3 separate regions of the Hordeum vulgare genome follow, and all the other regions are linked to region 1. A link is a contact called in public Hi-C data. All regions are on one chromosome and are shown on one strand. Each heading gives the region's core, a stretch centred on a gene start, on an enhancer-like site or on the middle of the called end of the contact. The rest is flanking DNA. Distances are from core to core; before and after follow the strand shown.

The links. A called contact is a pair of places that touch in the nucleus more often than the background predicts.
Region 2: a Hi-C map of seedling shows a contact between it and region 1, with 2.1 times the contacts expected there. The contact joins two enhancer-like sites. A contact is called at or near these places in 2 of 6 Hi-C or Micro-C datasets (leaf and seedling).
Region 3: a Hi-C map of leaf shows a contact between it and region 1, with 5 times the contacts expected there. The contact joins two enhancer-like sites. A contact is called at or near these places in 4 of 6 Hi-C or Micro-C datasets (leaf and seedling).

Annotation. Positions count from the first base shown.
Region 1 is chr6H:462,856,159-462,859,924 of MorexV3_pseudomolecules_assembly, forward strand. No RefSeq gene overlaps it. Among protein-coding and RNA genes, the nearest start is that of LOC123401793, 150 kb to the right of the region's middle. Within about 2 kb of position 1,438, at least 3 of the 3 cell types and tissues checked have open chromatin away from gene starts, as enhancers often do. A contact at or near this core is called in leaf and seedling, where this site is marked.
Region 2 is chr6H:462,420,271-462,424,127 of MorexV3_pseudomolecules_assembly, forward strand. No RefSeq gene overlaps it. Among protein-coding and RNA genes, the nearest start is that of LOC123404304, 57 kb to the right of the region's middle. Within about 2 kb of position 1,886, at least 3 of the 3 cell types and tissues checked have open chromatin away from gene starts, as enhancers often do. A contact at or near this core is called in leaf and seedling, where this site is marked.
Region 3 is chr6H:462,370,068-462,373,798 of MorexV3_pseudomolecules_assembly, forward strand. No RefSeq gene overlaps it. Among protein-coding and RNA genes, the nearest start is that of LOC123404304, 110 kb to the right of the region's middle. Within about 2 kb of position 1,869, at least 1 of the 3 cell types and tissues checked has open chromatin away from gene starts, as enhancers often do. A contact at or near this core is called in leaf, where this site is marked.

The sequences.
Region 1 (3,766 bases), core at 188-2,687:
CGGGTGCACGGGGCACGGCCACTCATGAGCGGACCCCCGACCACCCTCTGTCCTGCACAGTACGCGTACCCGCTGGCTCATTAGCTGGTCACACGTCGGATGCGACGGACGGATGGATCTAGAGCCCGTCCGGCCGGCCGTTCCCTCGTGCTCGCTAGCGGGCGGACACCGGGTCGGGATCAGGATCCCGGCTCTGCCACACGTATCTCGCGGCCCATCCGCGTACGCGCTGCACGCATGATTCGGATCCACCGAGATCCGCTGCCATGTGCCGTGCACCTGGCCAGGGCAATCAGTGAATGATATTTGAGGCGACCCTGCATGCAGTGCAGTGCAGTGCGGCGCGGGCCATCTTCGGCCACCAACTCGCTGCCGTACGGGCAGCGGCAGCGGCAGAACGAATGGACAGTGCCGTGGACGCCGGCGCATGAGGCCAAATGCGTAGATACACGGGTGATTCCGTCGTCCTCGGGCGCCATTCTATCTTTTTCTCGAGCGCACGCACAGTCAGTGCCGACTGCCGACTACGTATGGCGAAAGTTGCCCGGTTGTAGGCTCTGGTGCATGCATGCACGCCCAAGTCAGCGTGGACGCCAAGACTGCCGCGGTTGACCCGGCTCCGCTATCAGCGGACGGACAAGCTAGGCAGCCGACTACAAGAGCATCCTAATATCATTATATTATCAGATTAGTACGAATATCGCATTTATTAACTAAACCAGAGCAGAATCAATCAACATATAACATAACCAAAGGCCGACTATGAGATGAAAGCACTAGCTAGCTAGGTAGCTAGCATGCTGATTTGCCGTCTCCTTCACCTCACCCTCAACTAGACAGCAGAGGGCGCGCACATGTACTTTTGTCGTAAAAGGAGGGCCATGAGCCGCGAAAAAGAAGAAAGCATTTGGTACCGCACTCACTCAATCCGTCCGTCAATTTCCAGTTGCCGCAAAGCTCTTCTCTCATCTCGTCGCCACAAAAACGACGCCACGCACCGCGGCACGGCCCCGCACACACACACAGGTGTGTACGGCGCGTTGGTGGTTACAGTTTTCCCGTATGCACTCCCGATCGATGGTTTATCACCCAAAGAACCATAAGGTCGCACGCACGGCCTAGCGAGCCGGAGCGCGACGGACGGCTGACTTTTACGCAGCTCCATCGACCGCGACCGGATGAAGGGGACGAGAGGCCAAGCACTGCTGCTCGACCGCGACCTGCACACGAACGAGAAGGGTGGATCATTCGTGGATCCATCTGAGGCACGAACCAAACCGCGGAAAACGAAAACAGCTCCGGTTTCGCGTGTTGGACGGCTGTAATCCGGGTCGGCCGCCCCGGCAATACCAGCGATGACATGCATACATGATCCAAACGTACAACTACATGGGCATGGGCATGGGCGTCGCTTTCGCGTGAGTCCGGCCGGGATCCCCCTCCCTTTCCCCAACCTTTTCCCTTCCCTTCCCGGTTGGCTTTGCGGGCGTTGCTCCCCTGTCACCCGGGTGGACTCTCCTCGCCGTGCACTGAACCTCACCTCACCTGTTTGTACAGTACAGTTGTATTCTTTTGTCCGCCCGCTCATCCCTTCAGTTGCTCTCCAACCCACTCACCTCTTTCTAGCCAAGCTACATCCATCCATGACCATCAATCAATCCATGCATCAACCCATCGCTACTGCCTACTGGAGTACTAGCATGATTTATGTCTGGCTTCCTTCTAGCTTCCAAGCGCTTCCTCCTCCCCCCTGGTACCTTCGGTGCTGCGCTCCCACACCATGTATTTTATTTTAGTGTAATCCATAACAATAATGATATCCTAAAGGCGGAAAGGGCCGGTGATTGGCCCGGCATGGCGTTGCCCCGTACCGCTCGTTCCTGGTCCGATTGGGATACAGCTGCCGCTCTGCCTCGGACGGAATAGTCTATGGTAGTATGTGCTCCGGCCATGACACATGACAGGTCATCCTTGTTCTCATCTCCCTTTTTCTCCCCCTTTCGTGTCCCACAGCCACGCACTCTGCCCACTTAAGTAATCGGGTCTTTCATTATTTTAGCTGACGCGAAAGTGAGAGGACATATGCTTCTTAGGCCAGTTGTGAGTGTGGACTTCACCGGCAGGCAGGCAGGCAGGCCCATATGCACGCATGGCGCCCGCCCATACACTTTTCGCGCCTTCTTCTTTAATCCTGGATGGATGCTCATCGATCAGTGCTACTACGCAAGATTAAACTCAAGTGAAGAGCGTCCTTCTAAAAGCTCAGATGCCTCCATGGCTCCATCAGAAGCCACTACACCACGTCTAATCGTGGCCTCCTGAGACGTCGTGGTCGCATATGCATGCATGCATGCATGCTTATCCATGCAGTTGCTCCAGCAAGGTGCTGCGTCCATGAAGCAAAGATCTAAGCTAGTGTGTCGCTCCGTCACTCCTTTCTACCACTGCGCTTTCTGATCGGTCGCTTGATTGTTGATTCGGTGGCGCTGCACTTTCACGGTTTACTTCCACCCAAAGAAACGAAACGAAACGGAACTGCAGCAGCTGGCCTCGCACTATTCCAATGTCGAAGGATGGATATGTGTGAGTGATTTGAGATCACCGTCATCGCGAACTAGGGACTGGGCCGATCCACTCGCGCTCGCCAGGTGTGGGCGTGGGCGGCTTTGGCCCGCTTTACAGCGCGCGCGCCCTTTTGCCGTGTCCGCCGAACAGTCGCCGATTCGCCATATCAAAACACGATACGCGTTACAGCCAAGATAGATCGTCCGGAAAGGGGTGGTGGACTGTTGTGTGTTGGCCTTTAAGCTTTATTAGTTGAGGACAACGTGTGCGACTCAGCACAAAAGCTCGCGGGGGGAGATCTTTGCATGGGAATCGTGGGAGATATCTTTGTGGTTTTGGAACCGCAACTGTCGTGACGGGATGCCACGCGGTCGGTTGTCAGGCTGGCGGATCACACTTTCGCTTCGGTACAATCCTTTTAAACGCATCAAGGGATGAGATCTATTCATATTTCTTTATAATAAGGGATGGTATGGTTATTTTAGAAAATGGGTCGCGCACACCGTCTGTGTACGCCATGATGAGCCGAACCATTGACGGATGCATGTATGAACCGTTTGGCCAAATATTAAAAGATAAAACGAAAAAAACATTGCTAGGCAAGGATCCAAACACAAGACCTCCTACTACAACGAGGGGGTTGATAGCCACTAGGACCAACAAGCATTTGTGTTTAATTACGCAGCACAACATATTAGAGAGGCTATTAAGGGCGTCGGATCCTAAAAACAAAAGTTAATCATTATTTCTGAAAAAAATGAATATCTTTTAAAATGCGAATATTTTGCAAAAGTTGTGAATATGAGAAATCTTAAACTTCTTTTCGAATTTTATTTTATTTGAACTTGGACGTTCTTTGAAAAAACAAAAAAAATCAAGAATAGGAGGTAATGTAGCAAATATTTATGCAAAACATAAAATATTTTTTGAACATTTAACAAAAATACAAACATATTTTAAAAAGAATAATAATTTTTTTAACTAGCGGGTACTGTATCTAACTTTTTTTGAACGAACATTTTTATTTTATTTATCATTTGTGAAAAATATAAACAATTTTTAAATTCTCAAACATTTTTAAAACACAAACATTTTTCCAATAAGAAACAAAAAACCAGTGAAAACAGATTCATGACAAACCGGATACTCTAGCATATGCGTTTAACTAATAATTGGGCTGGCCCATCTTGTTTGTTAGGTC
Region 2 (3,857 bases), core at 636-3,135, 440 kb before region 1:
GGAGGCGTTGGGTGCTGCTGGATCTGAACAAGGTGGTGGCGCCATCCCCTTTGTCAGGGATGATGGCCAGGTGGTGGGTCCTTGTGGCGTCGTCAGTGGCGGCGGATCTTGGGATCCCGCTCCCGAGGACGTTGCAGGATGTGGTGGCCCGTGTAGTAGAGATGAGTTCTTCGAACATATCTGGGTGAAGGCTTGCTTTCGGCTACTAGCAAGGCCGGCGATGGCAGCGTTGCCTACGTCGTTCCCTTCCTGAAGGCATCGCCGAGGACAAGTTCAAGGCCACTCTCTGCTACCTCCGGGGGAAACCCTAGATCGGATGATGGCGACGCTCTGGTGCCGTTTCTCCCTTGGGGACATCATTCATGGAGGTACACACGGGCTCGAGGGACCACTGGTCGGCATCCATGGTGGAGTGGCGTTCCCTGTGACATATCGACACTGTGGAGTCTCGGCGGCAAGGCGCAGCAAAGTCTCGATGACGGATGCGTGATGATGAGCGCGCGTAGGGAGGAGGCGCTGTCTGGTGTCGTGGGGGCATCGACAGCAAGCCTTGCAAGGTCGATGCGTCAGTAACTGTTTTGAAGATGGATTGATGGAAGGGGCGGCGACGACCTGTGAGGGTGCGTCGGACCGGTTTGTGCCCCTGACCCGGTATGTAGCTCGGTCGGGGTCACCGGCTTTAGATGTTAGTCTAGGTGAGAGGTATGGGTATATGGCTCACACTTTCTGCACCCCTTTATTATTGCATAGGAGTAGCGACAAATGTTGCCAAGAGGGTGGCTTCAAACATATTGATGTATTGCTTTATAAAATCTTTGTGAATAATTAATAAAATGACTGCATGCATCTTTCGCGTGCAGAGGCCGGGGGTCATCCTTCTTTTAAAAAAAAACTATCACACAATCGGGTGAAACATCATCCAGCACAATAGTTTCTCATATTATGACTTGATCACAAAGAAAGGCGATGCCTGCAGTCCTTTTCGTCGTGTCGACATTTCTTTAGGTTTGTATATGCATCAAGCGTGGAACTTCAGCGGAGTGACATGGACAATAAAGATCTGCAATCCTCGGGCAAGAAATACTATACCTCTCAAGACAAAGATGCCTATATATGCTTGGTAGTTAGGGAAAAGAAAAAGAACAGGAACGGGTCACGGTAGTACCTGGTGGCTGCCGCTGTGCCTCCGCAGTCTGCACGAGCGGAACTTTTCGGTTCCTGGCCAAATTTTGGACATGTGTTCCTCGCATACTTAACGTGGCGCAGTTTGGTGAGCCATCATCCATTCCACTCATTCAAGAGGAAGTCGCAGTACAGCGCGACATGTCTGGGTCTGAACGGCACCTAGGGCATAGGCTACAAGTTTTTCTCCGTGTATCCTTGTCTAGGTGTGAGCACAGTTTTGTCCCGAAAACTATGTGTGAGTACATTAAACTGGGAGCTAAGCCTGGTTTTCTCGGGCGTGCGCAGCCGTGGGCGATACCTTGCAATGCGCATGCCCACGTTGACAAGCAGCTAGCACATGGCTGCGTTGACAAGCACGCACTTAGGCGTCCGTAGGAAGTTGCCAAGCAGTAGAGTGGATGGCAAGCAGTGCAGCCGTGCAGGGGTGTCGGGGGAGCCTGAGAGGTAGAGCAGCTGCATGATTAGTTGAGACGGACACTGAAAAATCCAAAACATACTGGTAGCAGCGGATCTCCAGATGGATCAGCGGTGGACGCGCGCACGCACCGCAGTGGATCGGAATAAACAAATTCGTGGCCTCCGTCGACCGCAGACGCAGGTGATGATGCATGTCGATCGGCCAGTATTGTGTTTGTGTGTGTGTGTCTGGCTGTCACCAATTGGCTCCGTTCAGGCGCCCATCCGTCCGCGGCCCCTGACCCGACTGAATAATGCCGGCTCGTGACTGCTGCCCGGCTGGCTGAATAATTGGCACAGAGGATAGGATTCCATCTGTCTCGCCATTAGAGGAGAGGTGACTTCCTGCCTGCGCTTCCAGGAAACTTCGCTTTCATTTCCTCTCTCTGCCTCTCCCTTTCTCGCGGCTACCCTTACGTACACGGGGAGGGAGCACCTGCAAGCGTCGGCCTCCTGCCTTTTATTTTTGTATATATTCATTCAGTTCGGTTTGCTCCTCCACCCTCAAAAGTCAACCGCTAACCTATATCGCCCCGTACGGACTGCGACACTTGCTCAGCTCACCCCGAGATAATTGTTTGCTTAGGGTAAGTGTGGTTTAGTCTTGTGAGGGATCCCTCCCAAGGAGATGGGGGGCAGGGATAATCCAAGTATCATACCCAACACAACTTGCAGTTTCTCATTCGCAACGAAAAGAAGCCTCGCGCGTTTTAGTGGCTCCAAGGAGAAGCTCACTTTTCCTATCCCACGAGCCACTCGAAAACATGACATGGGTTCGACCAGCCCACATCGTTGCAATGAGAAAACAAGATTTTTCCTTTTTAAAGATAAATATAGACATGGACGCTGACACATTCGCCTGCCACATGCACTTCTAGCCATGAAATGCATCATATCAGCACTCATGTCAAGTCTAAGACTTTTAAAAAAAAGAAAAAAGGCAAAGCTCTGACCTATGCATCGAAAGATGCATGCAGCCATATATTATAATAAAAACCAAGTCTCAACAAAGTACAATAAACATGTAGCAAAAAGTGAATAAAAAAAGATACAAGGCATCTCTCGCGCCCAAACCGAAGAAGACAATAGAGGTAGATGACTAAACACATATCTTATTAATATGACGCCATCCAAACCGGTTAAAGATACCCTGTGCTACCATCTCCCAACGGACACACCCAGTAACCATAGGCTCCCTCGCTTCCACATGAGTGAGTAATGACGAGGTGCGGATCAGTGCGGTAGCCCTGAAGATAACCTGCAAGAAGTGAATATCGCGTTTTCTGTTAAACACTAAGTCATTTCTGCAATTCCTTACAGCCCACAATAGTGCACATGATCCCACACGAATAAGTGAAGCAGTTTGAACATCAACCCCCTCTAACCACATCCCAAATAACGTGTTGATATTATTAGGAGGGCTGATGTTGAAAGCAATGTGCAGCGAGCGTCATAACAGTTTAGCCATAGGACAATCTAGAAAGAGGTGCTTAATATTTTCTTTATCCGAACAGAAGCTGCATCTAGGATTCCCATTCCAATTTCGCTTGGCTAGATTATCCTTCGTTAGGATAACCCTTTGTGAACAAACCACATGAAGACCTTAATTCTAAGAGGAACTTTGATCTTCCATATATGCGCTGATTTTGGAATTGGTGTTGAATCTATGAGATTCGTGTACATAGATTTGACCGTAAAGACTCTATTCGTGGTCAGCTTCCAATGAACACGATCAGGTCTGTCAGAGAGGTTAATGTCCATCAACCTTCTGACAAGATGCAGCCAACTAATCCATCTGTCACCAATTAAGGATCTACGAAATTGAATATTTAGAGGTGTCTCGCATAATATTGATGCAACCGATGCTTGTCGACATTGTGCAATATGGTACAGCTGCGGATACTGAATAGCTAAAGGCATCTCCCCTAGCCAAATATCTTCCCAGAATCTAGTCGATTCACCATATCCTATGATGAACCTAGTTCTGTTGAAGAAGGCATTTTTAGACCGCATCAAACCCTTCTAGAAAGGAGAGTCAATTGGTCGTGCTGTAACCTGAGATAAGGTCTTGTTTTGTAAGTACGTATTTGTCACAATCTGTATCCACATACCTTCTGTTTCCATAGATAATCTAAACAGCCATTTGCTGAGTAGACATCTATTTTTGGTCTCTAAATTTTCGATTCCTAAACCCCCTTGCTCTTTAGGTCTACAAA
Region 3 (3,731 bases), core at 619-3,118, 490 kb before region 1:
CAAATGGTTCCGGAGACCCGCTCTCTCGCGCGCCTATGCACGTCGACGTTCGGGATGGAGCTGACTACGATGACAGCGCATGTTGCGAGATAGGAGGAAATCCGAGGTGTTTTTGGAGTGTCTATCGCTGAGGCCGGTAAGTAGTATATAGATGAGGACCAGAGGCAACACCGTGTCGCACTCATGTTCTCAAACCGAGTTGGTTTCCAAGTCAAACTTACCGCACAAAAAAACAAATCAACTTGTGTATCAAGACACCAAAATATATTACGAAAAAAGGAAGTTGCACCCTTGCAAGGCAACATATCGGATTTTGACAGACCATTCACGTGTGTGTCGCATGTACACGCCGCCCCGGTCCTAGGCCGACCACACGAGACAAGCGAGCGAGCGCATGTGATCTTCCCTTTCTCTTCACAAGACACCACTTGGAGTGGCGGAAAGAACCCACTGTATAAAGAGGTCCAACTCTTTTTCAACTAGCAATATCGGACTAAACTTTAACACCATCACTTACCATTTTATTCATGAGCTCATTTCAGATTTCATAATTTGATAATGGATCAAATCCATTTATTCTAACAATGCTCTCATTCCTCGGTGTTTTGCATTAGAAAATACTTTGACAAAGCGCTCTCTCGTGTTGACAGACGGCTGACTCAGAATTGTTTTTGCATGAAATTTTTTAGTACCACATAGAAGAACATACTATCACAATTCCATTACAAAATTGTGTGGAAACGGATGAGCTGAGCAGTGCATATACATCTGTCCAGAGAGCATAGGAAGCCGGTCAATTGAAGCAATTAGATCATAAGCTTCCACCTGTCATGCTTATTGTCAAACAAACAGTGTGCCAGTGTGTAATACATCCCCCATATTTGTCCAGTACCAAGTCAAAGAGTAGTAAATTATTGATCCTTAAAATGGTCAATTCTGGATTAATTCATTTTGTACACGTAACGTCTCTTTTTTGTTCCCGGAAGATGTATTTATGTATGATGTACAGCTTGACTGAGGCTGGCCATAGTGGGAATATCATAGCTAGTAACATAATCTTGGGACTAGCAAATATGGTGATGTGGCAAGTAATTAAAGAAGAGAGAGAGGATTAGAATAACATAGATAGATAAAGTAACATGTTAAATGCTATGCTACTATGTGTCATGCATGTCAATAAATGAGATCACCTATGATACTATGCATTATGAAGGTAGTATCATATAACATATGCATGACACTATTATATGTTACTCTTCACTATGAGCAGCCTGATGTAACGTTAACTATGATTGAGTTGACAGCCAATATTTAAGACTGCCACCGAAAAATGGCTGTTTTCCGGGCTTTCCATATGTACTCTGAGGTCAGATTAATTATGCAAATATGTCTACTTTCAAATTAATTATTCAGACAGCTCTGAGGTCTGAGCTGCACCTTTTCAAAGTTAAGGCCAAAAGTCAGAAACCGGACCATCTTGGCATTCATCAGGCCTGGAGCCCTGCACAAGTTGATGAGTTGACCTTGATTCATCCACAAACTAATGAAGCATAAAATGCCAAACGAACACAGAATAAATACAGGTCAAAGAAACAGTTGAGTTTGACTCGGATGCATCCATGCCCAATAATTAAACGTGCATAGGGTCTACGTTGCGTATTCTCCACCACCAGCTGCTACGTACGTCCTCCTCCAAATATATACTCCTATGTACTCCTTCCGTCTCAAAATAACTGTCTTAACTTTATACTAGCTCTAGTATAAAATTATACTAAGCTTAAGATACTTATTTTAGGAGGGAGGGAGTAGTATGTATACTCGAGAAGAAACAAGTGGAAAATGCATGCACATCGTCGCTGGCACAAGCCAGCCAGCCAGCGATCGAGTCCACGCATGCATGCACGAGGACGCTTCTTGTCGAGAACGATTGGACTACCACTGATTTTATTTTGCTTTTATTTTGTTCCTTTTTTTATTTTCTGTTCCTTTTTTAATTATCTAAAGTATCCACCACATATTTTAAAACATGTGAATCATGGATTTGTAAAATGTTAAACGTGCATAATAAACGTTTCTGGTTTACACGAGAAATGTAAAATGTGTATGAACACGTATTCATTAGAAGATGCATCTGATATTAACTTTTTATCACGTATTAGATGTAAACATGTGCAAAAAACAATATTCAGGTGTATCTCAGAAATGTGGAAATGTGTATAAAATAATAGTTCCTAGCATATACGGAAGATGTGCAGTGTCTATGATAAAAACTAATGACCAAGCCTACATTTAATTTTTTTATTAATGTATCATGTGATGTGTATAAAAAATTATTCATGAAACACGTATATTTAAAAAATATGAATCATTATTTATAAAAATAAGAAACACGTGTAAAAACCATTGCATATGTATATGAAAATTGCATAGTGTGCATGAAAGAAAGATAGACATAAAAAAATTATTTGAAAAAATATAACATATTTTTCAAAAATTAACCATGCATATGAATAATGTGCCTGATGTACATAGAAATGTAGTAGTTATGATTTTGTTTCCTCATGTATACGAAACTATACATTGGCTGTGAAAAAATAGACATGTATTTAAAAAATACCGAGAAAGAAGCAAAAAACAAAAACGAAGTAAACAAACAAAAAAAAGATATAGGAAAAAATGCGACATTGAAAATATGAAGAATAGAGATCAAATACAAGCGAGATCAAAAGAAAGAACTCGGGGTCAAAGACTCGAGCATACGCCCTGTCCTCCCCCCGCTGCTACCAATCCCTCTTTGGCTCACTCTCGTCATCTTCCTTGTTAACAACCTCGTCTCAACTCCTCCCCCGCTAGGGTTTCTCCATCACCCCTGTCAGTCGTCGGCGGCCTCCCTCGCGCCCTTCAACCACCGTCGTTCATCGGTCACGCTCGTCCGGAGCCCCGACCCACCTCCCTCCCCTCTCTCAATCTCGCCCTAGAGTCGCCTCATCGAGAGGCGTCGCACGCTCCTTCCCCGTCGGTCCTCCTACTCCCTCCTCTCACCCGTCGCCGTCGGCGGGCACCCCTGGCCCTCGCCCGGGAGGTGTCGGCGACGGCAGGACCCCCCGTACCTATGCGCGCCTCTTCCCTTCCTAGGGCAGGGGGCGGCAACGGTGATGCTCGTCTAGGCAGCGGTCCGACGACCCATCGGCGGTTACGGGCGCTCGGCAAGGTGGCGGCATTGCTCCTTGGCGGTGGGGCGGCGTGGTGGCCGGCAACGCGCCCTCGGCCCAGATCTAGGCCCTGCGGGCCCCATCTGGGTCCTAGCGGGCTGGCCCAAGTGTGGCTTCGATGTCTTCTGCGTGGTGAGGAGGAGGAGCTCGGATGGGGGGGCGACGCCGACTACGTGCCTGCAACAGCGTGATGGCAGGAGCTTTACGGGCTTTGAGATCTCGGTCGGGCCTTTGGGCCCACGGGCATGGTATGATCCTGCTATTGTGTACGGTCGGCTACCGTCGTTGACGGTGAAGGTTGAGTCCTCTCACGTGCCGATGATGAAGCTGCCCTAGTCCTGGTTCCTATTCGTCATTGTGCAGACCTCACCTTGCATTGTCATGATGAGACAGCGTGGGGACTTCAAGACCGTGTTGCCGCGGGGTGGAGGTTGGTTTGGTGGTAGGCTCCAGAGCGCCCACTTGCAGGTTAGGATCGAGGGGAACCCCTGTCGACCTGGCCAACACCGATTCTGTGGC